Regions from separate parts of the Macaca mulatta genome. Here all the other regions are linked to region 1. The links are chromatin contacts, called in public Hi-C maps. All regions are on one chromosome and are shown on one strand. Each heading gives the region's core, a stretch centred on a gene start, on an enhancer-like site or on the middle of the called end of the contact. The rest is flanking DNA. Distances are from core to core; before and after follow the strand shown.

The links. Hi-C and Micro-C count contacts between places; a contact is called where the count stands out from the background.
Region 2: a contact with region 1 is called in a Hi-C map of fetal cortex germinal zone, with 4 times the contacts expected there. The contact joins the promoter of TOMM6 here to the promoter of BYSL in region 1. A contact is called at or near these places in 6 of 14 Hi-C or Micro-C datasets (CD4 T cells, blood, cortical neurons and 3 more).
Region 3: a contact with region 1 is called in a Hi-C map of cortical neurons, with 4 times the contacts expected there. The contact joins the promoter of TAF8 here to the promoter of BYSL in region 1. A contact is called at or near these places in 3 of 14 Hi-C or Micro-C datasets (CD4 T cells, cortical neurons and fibroblasts).

The regions. Positions count from the first base shown.
Region 1 is chr4:140,252,209-140,256,262 of T2T-MMU8v2.0, forward strand. BYSL (bystin like) reads right to left here and starts at 1,312. Exons shown (of 7, transcript XM_001085599.5): 1 at 981-1,312. The coding sequence starts at 1,248. MED20 (mediator complex subunit 20) reads left to right here and starts at 1,670. Exons shown (of 3, transcript XM_015136338.3): 1 at 1,670-1,804.
Region 2 is chr4:140,386,379-140,390,062 of T2T-MMU8v2.0, forward strand. TOMM6 (translocase of outer mitochondrial membrane 6) reads right to left here and starts at 1,651. Exons shown (of 3, transcript NM_001193443.1): 1 at 1,488-1,651; 2 at 1-78. The coding sequence starts at 1,615. PRICKLE4 (prickle planar cell polarity protein 4) reads right to left here. Exons shown (of 7, transcript XM_077999984.1): 6 at 2,991-3,195; 7 at 1,689-2,550. The coding sequence ends at 2,180.
Region 3 is chr4:140,109,674-140,113,297 of T2T-MMU8v2.0, forward strand. It overlaps TAF8 (TATA-box binding protein associated factor 8), which reads right to left and starts at 1,829. Exons shown (of 9, transcript XM_015136339.3): 1 at 1,766-1,829; 2 at 842-998. The coding sequence starts at 1,810. It also overlaps a transcript of CCND3 not described here.

The DNA.
Region 1 (4,054 bases), core at 62-2,561:
TACATGTTAAATTTGAGCTGTCAGATTTTAAATTGGAGTTGCCAAATAGGCAGTTGAATATAAGAATATGGATTTCATGGAAGAGGTCAGGGCTAGACTATAAAGTTAGGAGTAGTCACCCAAGAGATGGTATTTAAACCACGAAACTTGCCAGCACCAGAGAATATTTGAAGAGGTCAGAGGACTGAGGATAAGAGGTTGCAATAGGAGTCAGTCAAGGATACTGAGAAGTGAGGTGGCAGTAAAACAGGAGTGTTGATGTCTTAAAACCCAAGTAAGGATACTGTGGCCAGGAGGCCACTATTCAATTGCGTCAAATATTGCTTTAGATGAGATCTGGAAAACGGATGAAGCATCTCAGAGGTCAACACTCCCTCCCTAGCGAGAAAATATCAAACGTCTTTCATCTCTCTCCCTCTTTGGCTGCTAAACAATGTGTTTTCTGCTCATAACACTTCCCATTCGTTTTTCAGTTCTCAACTTAAAAGGTCCTGCTGCAATCGGAGAAGCTTCTCAAGACCAATGCTATTGTTACCAGGGAAGCGACACTTTATCATAGAAAAATATTATTCTAAGAGTCTACTTAATTGACTCTCTACTGGGCTTGACTGTAAGGTCCTTAAGTCAGACGTGCCTATGTTGTTTACTTCTGTACCCAAACATTCGATAGAACTCCGAGCATAGTACAAAGCTCGTAGTGGGTATCCCATATATATTTACAAAACCAATGGATAAATGCTAGGGTGGAGCGAGCGATTACTGTTGGCCTAACTTAGGGGATGTGTAGAAGGGAGTGCCTAAAACTAGGAGTGGACGCGGAGGGCTCTGAACAGGGTTCAGTTTCCCATTCCATTACTTTTGCAAGTGTAATACGGACCCTTTGTTGACTCGAAGCAATTCCCCTGCCAGACACTTTTTAGCTGTCCACCCCGCCCCACTACTGGCCACTGTCTTCCTCGGATCTCATCCCAGACACTCACCCAGCCGCGTGGTGCGTTCCCGCGACGCCGCGGGCTTGTCCCCAGTCCCATGCTCGGCCTCGAGCTCCTCCTGTTGCTGCCGTGCTTGCTGCAAAATCCGCCGGCTCAGCCGGGGTCCCACATACTCTTCCTCCGTTTCTCCGGTCCTGCGACCCCGCCGCTTCTCCCGGACCCCTGCCCGCACCGCATTCCCAGCCAGGATCTGATCGGCCAGGGGCGCATGTTTTTCCTGACCCCCGACCCCACGGGCCGCCTTCAACTTGGGCATTTTTCTCGAAAACGTTGCCGCGGAGGTTCGCACGTGGGGACGGCGAAAAAGCCAGATTGCGCTTGCGCGGTGGACTCCCGGCTCTCAAGAGGCCACGCGGCGATCACAGCGCCCCCTAGCATTCGGAGGCCAGAAGCACCATCAGCGCCGCCCCTCCCACTAAAAGAGCTCCCGGGTTCCGGAGCTGGACTCCCCAATATATTCACAGCCTTTAACGTTAGCTTCTCTCAACAGTGCAGTCTTTGAGTGTCGCTCTTAGCTTCATGGGTCTAGGCCTAGAGTGCTCAGCCAAACGAGAATGTCTGGATTTAGAAACCTGTGGGCGGGAATCCGCAGATGATGTCACTGGAGGTGTCACCGAGTGGCCCTGAGACCCGCCCCACTCCTTGGGGAAGGCGTGGACCCGGCGCTCTGTTTTTACGTATTTCCGGAGTCTCTTCCGAGACCGAAGGTTGTGTTGGGGAACTGAAGCAGTTTCTGTGGGCGGATAGGGAACCCTGCGTTTCTACCGTGTGATCCGGCCGCCTTCCTGGCCCGACGCCATGGGAGTGACTTGGTAGGACTGCAGGGGGTTTTGTGGGGCGGAGCTTGGAGTTGTGAAGGGCCGAAAAGAGGACCTTGACCGTGGTCCGCCGTCCCCTGGGAGCTGTCCTCGGGTTGTGTGGATGAGAGGATGCCGTGCGAGCCGCGGGTTCCCCGGCCTTGTTTCCTCGGAGATGCGCCCCTTCCTCTTGGAAGGCGGGAAAGCAAAGCGAAGTTTTTTTTTTTTTTTTTTTTTCTTTAAGACGGAGTCTCGCTCTGTCGCCAGGCTGGAGTGCAGTGGTGCGATCTTGGCTCACTGCACCCTCCGCCTCTTGGGTTCAAGCGATTCTCCTGCCTCAGCCTTCCGAGTAGCTGGGACTACAGGCGCCCACCACCACGCCCGGCTATTTTTTGTATTTTTAGTAGAAATGGGATTTCACCATATTGGCCAGGCTGGTGTCGACAAAGCAAAGTTTTTTTTTGTTTTTTTTTTTGTTTGTTTGTTTGTTTTTGAGACGGAGTCTCGCTCTGTCACCCAGGCTGGAGTGCAGTGGCCGGATCTCAGCTCACTGCAAGCTCCGCCTCCCGGGTTCACGCCATTCTCTTGCCTCAGCCTCCCGAGTAGCTGGGACTACAGGCGCCTGCCACCTCGCCCGGGTAAGTTTTTTGTATTTTTAGTAGAGACGGGGTTTCACTGTGTTAGCCAGGATGGTCTCGATCTCCTGACCTCGTGATCCGCCCGTCTCGGCCTCCCAAAGTGCTGGGATTACAGGCTTGAGCCACCGCGCCCGGCCGACAAAGCAAAGTTTTTATCCCAGGAACCTATCAATGGTTGTGTACCTCATTCCCTTCTAGATTCATTTTCCTTCCCGTGAGGCCATAGTACTGCCCGCAATGGGACGTCAGGGTTGGAAATAGGGTCTTTGGACTGTGACCCACCTGCAGACAGGGTTAGAGGGAGTGGGTTATAAGCAATCAGGAAACAGTATTTTTAAAGATTTTCTTTATTTTTCTTTATTTCTTTTTCTTTCTTTTTTTTTTTTTGAGACGGAGTTTCGCTCTTGTTGCCCAGACTGGAGTGCAATGGCGCGATCTCGGCTCACAGCAACCTCCGCCTCGCGGGTTCAAGCCATTCTCCTTCCTCAGACTCCGGAGTAGCTGGGATTACAGGCATGCGCCACCACGCCCGGCTAATTTTGTATTTTTGGTAGAGACGGGGTTTCTCCATGTTGGTCAGGCTGGTCTCGAACTCCAGACCTCAGGTGATCCGCCTGCCTCGGCCTCCCAAAGTGCTGGGATTACAGACGTGAGCCACCGCGACCGGCCAAGATTTTTGCCTACCCTTCCCTCAGCCATCAAATGCAGTTAGACCAGCTTGTGTCTGTTTCTAATTTGCCCATTTTAAGATCTTGGGTCCAGAGGGAAAAAGAGGCTATTGAAAATAAGGAGATCAGGGTTCCAGGCACTTTATCTCTTTAGGACCCGTTTCCCACTATGTTTAATTCCATGGTTAGTCTAGTTTCAGAGGAGTTTTTATCTTTCATAGGTTTTAAGTCTCCGTTGGAAGAAGATGAGGTAGCAGGGAAAGGTATGGGTCCAGTGCTTGTGGAGGCGTTAGTTGTAAGGTGCCAGGTCCCAGAACATTTTTTTCTTATCTCAGTAGATGTGAGCATTTTTCCCCGTGGGAGAAACCCAGAGGCCAGGATATCTGAAGCCAGTGGCTATAGGCTTCTCATACAAAAGCATGTGTAGGGGAAATACTTTTCCTCCTGGTAGCCCAGGTTCTTGCAGGTTTCTCAGTGATTGCACTCTTGTTTCCCACAGTTCACATCATGATCCTCCTGTGTTCCTTAATGGAAGCAAGATATGTGAGGGATGGAAATAGAAAGGATGCAGCGTAGAACCCTGGAACCCCATGCTCTTTCTTTTTTTTTTAAAGAAATAGAAATGGGTTCTTGCTGTTTTGTACATCCAGGTCTTGAATTCCTGAACTCAAGCGAGCCTCCTGCTTTGGTGTCCCAAAGTATTGGCATTACAGACACGAGCCACCGTGCCCAGCCACCCCTGCTTTTTAAATGGAGAAGGCAGCTCCAGGGCAAGGGCTCTCTGTTGGCACCCTTATCAACGTTTTCAGAATCCTAGGACTTCTGTCCCTTGTAGCGTCAGTTTAGGGATTCTTTTATATTTCAAAATAAGGCACATTAGCAACATTGTTTATCAGTGCTTTTTCTGATAGAGTAATGACAATTTTTAGCAACAGAAGGACTCTACCCTAATAGATTCA
Region 2 (3,684 bases), core at 401-2,900, 130 kb after region 1:
GCCATGAGGTCAATGTCACTCAAGTTCCTGGCCAGCCAAACTCCCGCAGCAAAGAGTCCCAAATTTAGTATCAAGTTCCTGGAAAAAAATGTGTTTTACTAACCCTGTGGTCACTGAATCTGTTGTACAGTTAACGAAATGTACTGGGGGAAAAAGCTTCCATCACCACCACCTTCCCGAGGTGTTAATACATGGTTGTGACATGGCAGGTTGCTCAAGACCCACGTGGGAATTTGGAGTTTATTTTTGTGCCTAATAAATGTAAGATAAGTCTGGGTGAGGTGGCTCACACCTGTAATCCCAGCACTTTGGGAGCCCGAGGCAGGCGGATCCCGAGGTCAGGAGTTCAAGACCAGCCTGGCCAACATGGTGAAACCCCGTCTCTACTAAAAATACAAAAATTAGCTGGGTGTGGTGGTGCGCGCCTGTAATCCCAGCTACTGGGGAAGCTGAGGCAGGAGAATCACTGGAATCCGGGAGCCGAGATTGCAGTGAGCTGAGGTCGTGCCACTACAGCCTGGGTGACAGAGCGAGACTGTCTCAAAAAGAAATAAATGTGGCCAGACGGGGTAGCTCACGCCTGTAATCCTAGCACTTTGGGAGGCCGAGGCGGGTGGATCAAGAAGTCAGGAGTTTGAGACCAGCCTGCCCAAGATGGTGAAACCCCGTCTCTACTAAAAACACAAAAATTAGCTGGGTGTGGTGGCGCGTGCCTGTAATTCCAGCTACTGGGGAGGCTGAGGCAGGAGAATCACTTGAACCCGGGAGGCGGAAGGGACAGTGAGCCGAGATCGCGCCTCTGCACTCCAGCCTGGGTGCCAGAGCGAGACTCCGTCTCAAAAAAAAAAAAAGAAAAGTAAGATCCGCAAAGCCCAGCGACAGCACTAGTCCAGCGCCAAAAAAGCCTGTTTACGTGCTGGCACCTCTTCCCTTGATCAGGGTGACATACAGATACAGCCACACGAACGAAAGATCGCTTTTGCCACACGGGAACTCTCCCTCCTGGCCAAGGACCTCAGTGACGCACAGGCAGAGCTACGAGGACGCCACAATGCTGGCAATGTTAAAAAACAAAAACAAGGCCGGGCGCGGTGGCTCACGCCTGTAATCCCAGCACTTTGGGAGGCCGAGGCGGGCGGATCACGAGGTCAGGATATCGAGACCATCCTGGCGAACATGGTGAAACCCCGTCTCTACTAAAAATACAAAAAAATTAGCCGGGCGTCGTGGCGGGCGCCTGTAGTCCCATTTTCTAGGAAGGCTGAGGTAGGAGAATGGCGTTAACCTAGGAGGCGGCGGAACTTGCAGTGAGCGGACATCGCGCCACTGCACTCCAGCCTGGGCGACAGAGCGAGACTCCGTCTCAAAAAAAACAAAAACAAAAAACCAAAAAAACAAAAACAAAAAACCCTGAGGCGCCAGCCTCGCGAGAAAGGGGAATACCGACGTAAGGGCCAGAGAAGGACCAAGTTCTTGGGCTCGGTTACCTCCGGAAGTCATTCCTATCTGTGGCAAAGCGGTAGACGCCCCGAAGCCAATCTCCCACGTTGTCCGGTATTTCGGGAGTTTCATTAGCCGAGCCAGCAGCGCTCACCGGGACCCCGCTGGAAGCCATAGTAGGAACCTTCGCATGGGCCGCGGTGGAGGAACCGTATCAGCGTCGCGGGTGAATGACGCACCTCCGGTTTGGCACTTCCGGCTGCTACCAACCGGCAGGGGAGCGCTGTTCGCTTAGTCCGACATCCGGAAGAGGGACGGCACCCTGCTGCGCGTCCACGAACTCTAGGAGGGGAGGAGCGCGGCCCGGCTCTACGGTCCCCTGCTCCCGGTCCCACCTCCGGCTCTCCAGCCGGTAACCGTCACGCGTGCTATGATCATTTAATTGGCTCGGGAGGAGGATGGTGGGGACGGGGCTGTCCCAGCCTGTGGAGGTGGGGGTAGGGGCTATCTCAGCAGGGGAAGCGTAACTTTGGGGAATGGGTTTTGCCAAGAAAGTCTCCACCAAAAGTCCTAACGCGCTGTGCTGAAGGGGGCGCACTCCAAACTTGTCACCTCGCCGCCTCTCGCAGGCGTGCGCCTGACTGCGTCTCAGTCTAGGATTGTTAGGGGAGGCTAGCCTTGTTCTCCCGCTTTACAGACCCCTTTCCTCCCACTCACACCCCCTCTCTGAGCTGCGCCACTAGCACATGGTGCAGTGCTTCTTAGAGGCGTTGCTGTCCTCTGCTTGGAGGCTTCCGAGGATTTTCCAGGACAGGGGAAGGCGCTCGCCTAAGAAAAAGCCTTCAGGTTCCGAGTCAGAGGAGGAGGAGCAGGTGGAGAAAGGGGTGTCCTTGGAATCACAAAGAGTCTCCAAGCGGCACTGCTCCTGCCCTTTGGGTGCCTCCGCTTTTTCCCCAGGTCGGTTCTCCTGCTGGGGACTGGATCCAGGCAGCCCCGTCTGAGTTTGCAGGCAGGAACCGCCGGCGGCAGCGAGAAGGAGTGTTCGGGAGAGGGTCGCAGAGTTCACCGAGGTTTGGTCCCTTCCTCCAGTTCGGTCTGGTCCAGTCTCCCCTGTTCCGGGCCGGGTCGGAAACGCTGGTCTCAGAGATGCGGAGCTGGACCTCCACCGCAGCTAGCGGGGGTGAAGCCCAGCCTCTCGCCCCGCCCAGCCCAGCCCCTGGGCCGTGCGCGCCGCCGCCACCGCCGCCGCCGCGAGTCCTCGCCAGGGTCCCCCGCCTCCACCAGAGGGCGGCCGCGTCCCGCGCCTGGGAGGGAGTCCGGCGCCGCAACCCCGACCGCGGCGCGGGGTGGGTTCGGGAGGCCCTCGGAACGCTCCGGCCAGGGACGCGCGGTGAGAGCTGCGGGCCCCGAGGCTCGGATCTGGGGGGTGCGGTGGGGGTGCTCCTGGAGGGGCGGGACGGCGTGGGACCGGGGCGAGGGTCCCAGCCCGGGAGAACCCCCACAGCCCAGCCCAAGCTCCCTCCCGCTTTGCTCTGCATCCTCTCCCTTACCAAGGAATGTCTGCCCTTCCAGTGCCCCGGCCCAGCTCGAGCCTGCATCCGAGTAGCGGTTCTCGAAGCAGCTGGGGCAGCAGGGGCTTCCCCCAGGCAGGGCATAACGTCCCCCGCCCAGAGGCCCGGCGCAGTCCTGGCAACAGAAGTGGTTCTCATGCCAGTGATGTCCCTCTGCCTCGGTGCAGCGCTGGGAGAAGATCAGCTGGGAGAGGGAGAGGGGAACGTTTCATTCATTCATTCACTCATTCATTCATCCAGTAACCACGCCTTTTACCCAGTTAACGCTAAAGCACATCTGCATACATTCCCATTTGATTCACTCAGCCACTCATGGACACAGGGAGGACTGATTGGCTTAGCCAGGACATCAGCTAGCAAGTGGCACAATCCGAAGTGCGACCTGGGGGTCTGGACTCCCAACCCAGGGCTCCAGGCTTCCTTTTATGCTGACATCAAGGGAATTTCTAGCATGATGAGGCACAGCACTGGGCACTTGGCATCTACTAAGATGAGCATGTGTCCAAGAGTCCCTGCTCTAGAGAAATTCTGTCATTCCAAGAACATCTGAGGACCTCTGCAGTGGGGGAGGCCACAGGCAGAAGGGCACCGGGTCCCACATGCCCAGAGCTCAAGTCAGAACACAGTGAACTTGCCCAGGCTGGTTCCTACTTCTCCCCACTCCCTGATACTG
Region 3 (3,624 bases), core at 579-3,078, 140 kb before region 1:
GCAGCACCCCAGCCTGGGCAACAGAGTGAAACTCTTTTGTCTCAAAAAAAAAAAAAAGTGGCTTTTCCCCTTCATTCTTTGTATCACACAATCTAGCATTTGATTACATAATGTGATGATATCTATTGCATGGGGAATTAGCCCTGACTCCCCAACAAAAGTCCTTAAGGGCACCCATAACTCACCAAGAGCTTATAATCTCCCCAGCACTGAATGTTTTATATATATATCTCACTTACATTTGCAACTCCATGAGGTACAAACTGTTATCTCATTTCACAAATGAGGAAATTGAGGTTCAGGAGATTCAGTGGCTTGCCCAAGCTATTAAGTGACAGAGTGATGATGTACACCCAAGTCTATCTGATTCTAAAGCCCGTAAGTCACTTCATTATGCTCTTTTCTGTTTTTGTTGTTGGGGACGGAGCCTCACAGGCTGGAGTGCAGTGGTAAGATCTCAGTTTACTGTAACCTCTGCCTCCCAGATTCAAGCAATTCTCCTGCCTCAGCCTCCCGAGTAGCTGGGATTACAGGCACCAGCCACCACGCCCAGCTAATTTTTTTTTGTATTTTTTAGTAGAGACGGGGTTTCGTCTTGAACTCCTGACTTCAGGTGATTCACCCACCTTGGCCTCCCAAAGTACTGGGATTACAGGCGTGAGCCACCGCGCTCAGCCCATTATGCTCTTTTCTCAACTTTTTACATTAAAAAAAATTTTTTTTCTCCCCTCTTAAGAAAAAAGTTTATCTTTTTCTTAAATCCTCTCAAACACTATCACAAAGCAGGGCACTGAACTGATGTTGGGGTTGACTCCAAGGACTAGTGTTTCTGTGTACTCACAGCTCTGCAGCATCTCTGTCAGCGTTTCCACGGATGCTTTCTCAGCACTCTCAAACCCTGCCTCTGTCAGCAAGGAGCTCACAACCACCTGCAGGGTTCTCCTCCGGGCCAGATGATAGTTATCGGCAGGGTTAGTGGACTGTTTACTTCCCGATCTCTGTGAAGCAGCAGCCCAGAAAGATTTTCATCCACAGGAGAAGGATGCAATCACATAGTTCATACGTGGTCAATGGCAAACAAAGTTCTTTTACTACTTTTATTTTAAAAATCAGTGCTTAATGTTTAGATTTACAGATCTTGGCCAACTGAGTAAAAATTGAGCACCCAAGGTGCTTTAAATACAGAGACTACTTTTCCGCCCACCTAAAAAGTACGGTCCCAATGAGATAAAATAGCAGGTCTTTTACTTTCTACTTTAGCAGATTATTAGAATACACAGCTGAAGAAACACGCATGATGGGATTAAGACCTGTCCCCCAGAAAAAATAGGATCCCTCTCTTGTGCCCCCCATCTTCACACCATTTCATTGAAAGGGAAAATGAAAACAGTAACAAGAGGTGACGGCGAGGAGGACAAAAGAAAACAGCACGAAAAAGTAAGAAAGCTAAATGTTTTGAAACGGGAATGCCTTTCAACTTTGGCCGGCCAATAAGAAGGCGAAAATGGCATGTTCGGACCAATCAGGGGGTGTTCCGGGTTCCCAACCCCCAACAGCAAAGGAGCCAATCAAGACACAGGTCCGCCAACTCCGGCGGCCGCAGCCAAGTCCCAGGGAGGGGGCGCGTACGGCCTGAAAAGACCCTCCGCCAGTCGGAGCTCATGATGGGGCTGGATTTATGGGGCCTAGCTTGTTGCTCAGTCTAGGGGAATGTTGCAGGATACCCAAACTCTCTCGGCTCCGGGTCCGCGCTTCTTGCCCTTACCGTTCCAGAGCCGCCGGCCCCAGCTGTGGCCGCCGCGTCGGCCATCTTGCTCTGGCGTAGTGTGCGCGAGCGCGGGGCGCGATGGGACTTGTAGTCGCGGGGCGGGACGGGGCGGGGCGGCGTGCGCCCCTTGGTTTTCCGAAGCCCAGTCGGTTGGGGGACGCCTGCGGTGACCCCGGCTCACGTGACTTTTTTTTTTTTTTTTTTTTTTTTTTTTTTTTTTTTAAGATAACAGAGTCTTCTCTGTCTCCCAGGCTAGAGTGCAATGGCGCGATCGCCACCTCCCGGGCTCAAGCGATCCTGCCGCCTCAGCCTCCGGAGTAGCTGGGATTACAGGCGGGCACCACCACGCCCCGCTAGTTTTTGTATTTTTAGTAGAGACCGAATTTCGCCATGTTGGCCAGGCTGGTCTCGAACTCCTGGGCTCAAGCAATCCGCGGCCTCGGCCTCCCAACGTGCTGGGATTACAGGCTTGAGCTACCGCACCCGCCTCACGTGACCTTTTGAAAGTGAAGTGTTCTGGGGCCTTCAGTGGCTTGGTTGTGGACCGGGAAAACGCGCTGGGTTTCACTGAGTTAAAAGAAACCTATTTTAATATGAAAATCGGTTCTTGTAAAGAGCACACTCCTGGAAGGACCCAGGAGGTCAACTACACTTGCAGGGTTTTCCAAACTTGTCTGATTATTAGCAACACCTGGCTGGGTCCAGCCCAATCCCAGTGACTTCACTCTGTGGAAGAGGGACTTGGGAATCTTTCTCATTAAGGAGCTCCCCAGATGATTCTCCTGAGCAGGTAATGTTGGGAAACACTGGAGCATCCAGCTTCGTGATTTTGTGCTGAGGGCCGCCCAGCCTGTCAATGGCCCACTTGGAGTAGAGCCTGGACTACCTACTCCAAGTCTGTCGCTGCATCCTGCTGCCTTCGCGCCCTCAACCCGCAAGTATTTGCGAGGCAAGTCTGGGTGGGGCGGGAGACTTGTCCCTTGCCGCCTCACTCCCAGGGCGTGGGGTGCCCGCGGCTGCCAGTTGTTTTCTACCTGGCCTGTCAGCCCCTCTGGCTGCACCGTAATCGTCCCCATTTGCAGTTGCCTGGCAGGACGCAGACTCTGGGTTTGAATCCTAACACTAGCCAGCTGTGGTACTTCGGGCACTTGACCTAATCCTCAGTGTGTCTCAGTTTCCTCTTCTGTAAAACTGGGGGTAAGATGGGATGATACACAGAAAGGGTCTGTCATAGTGCCTGACGTGTAGTAAGAGTCAAGAAATTGGCCGGGCGCGGTGGCTCACGCTTGTAATCCCAGCACTTTGGGAAGCCGAGGCGGGTGGATCACCTGAGGTCAGGAGTTCGAGACCAGCCTGACCAACATGGTGAAACCCTGTCTCTACTAAAAGTACAAAAAATTAGCCGGGCGTGCTGGCAGGCGCCTGTAGTCCCAGCTACTCCGGAGGCTGAGGCAGGAGAATCGCTTGAATCCGGGAGGCGGAGGCTGCAGTGAGCCGAGATCGCGCCACTGCACTCCAGCTTGGGCGACAGAGGGAGACTCCGTCTCAAGAAAAAGAAAAAGAAATCGCTCCTCATGATTTTGTTTACTTCCTGGATAGCACGTGGAGGAGTTGCGAACGCCAGGAGGCAGCGGTCTGGGAACCCGTGCCGCCCCGGCCGGTCGCCCACACTGAGCCTCTGTGGCGCCCCGCCCCCTCACCTATGCCGTGTGGGGCGGGGGCTGCGGGCGGGGGTTTGCGGCGCCGGATGAGCCTCCTGGTCTCGCCGAGGATGTGCAGGGGGTGGAGGGGTCGGGCCGGGGACTGAAACTTGGCTGAGCAGAGCACCAGCCCCTTTGTCTCCTCCGCCCCCTCTT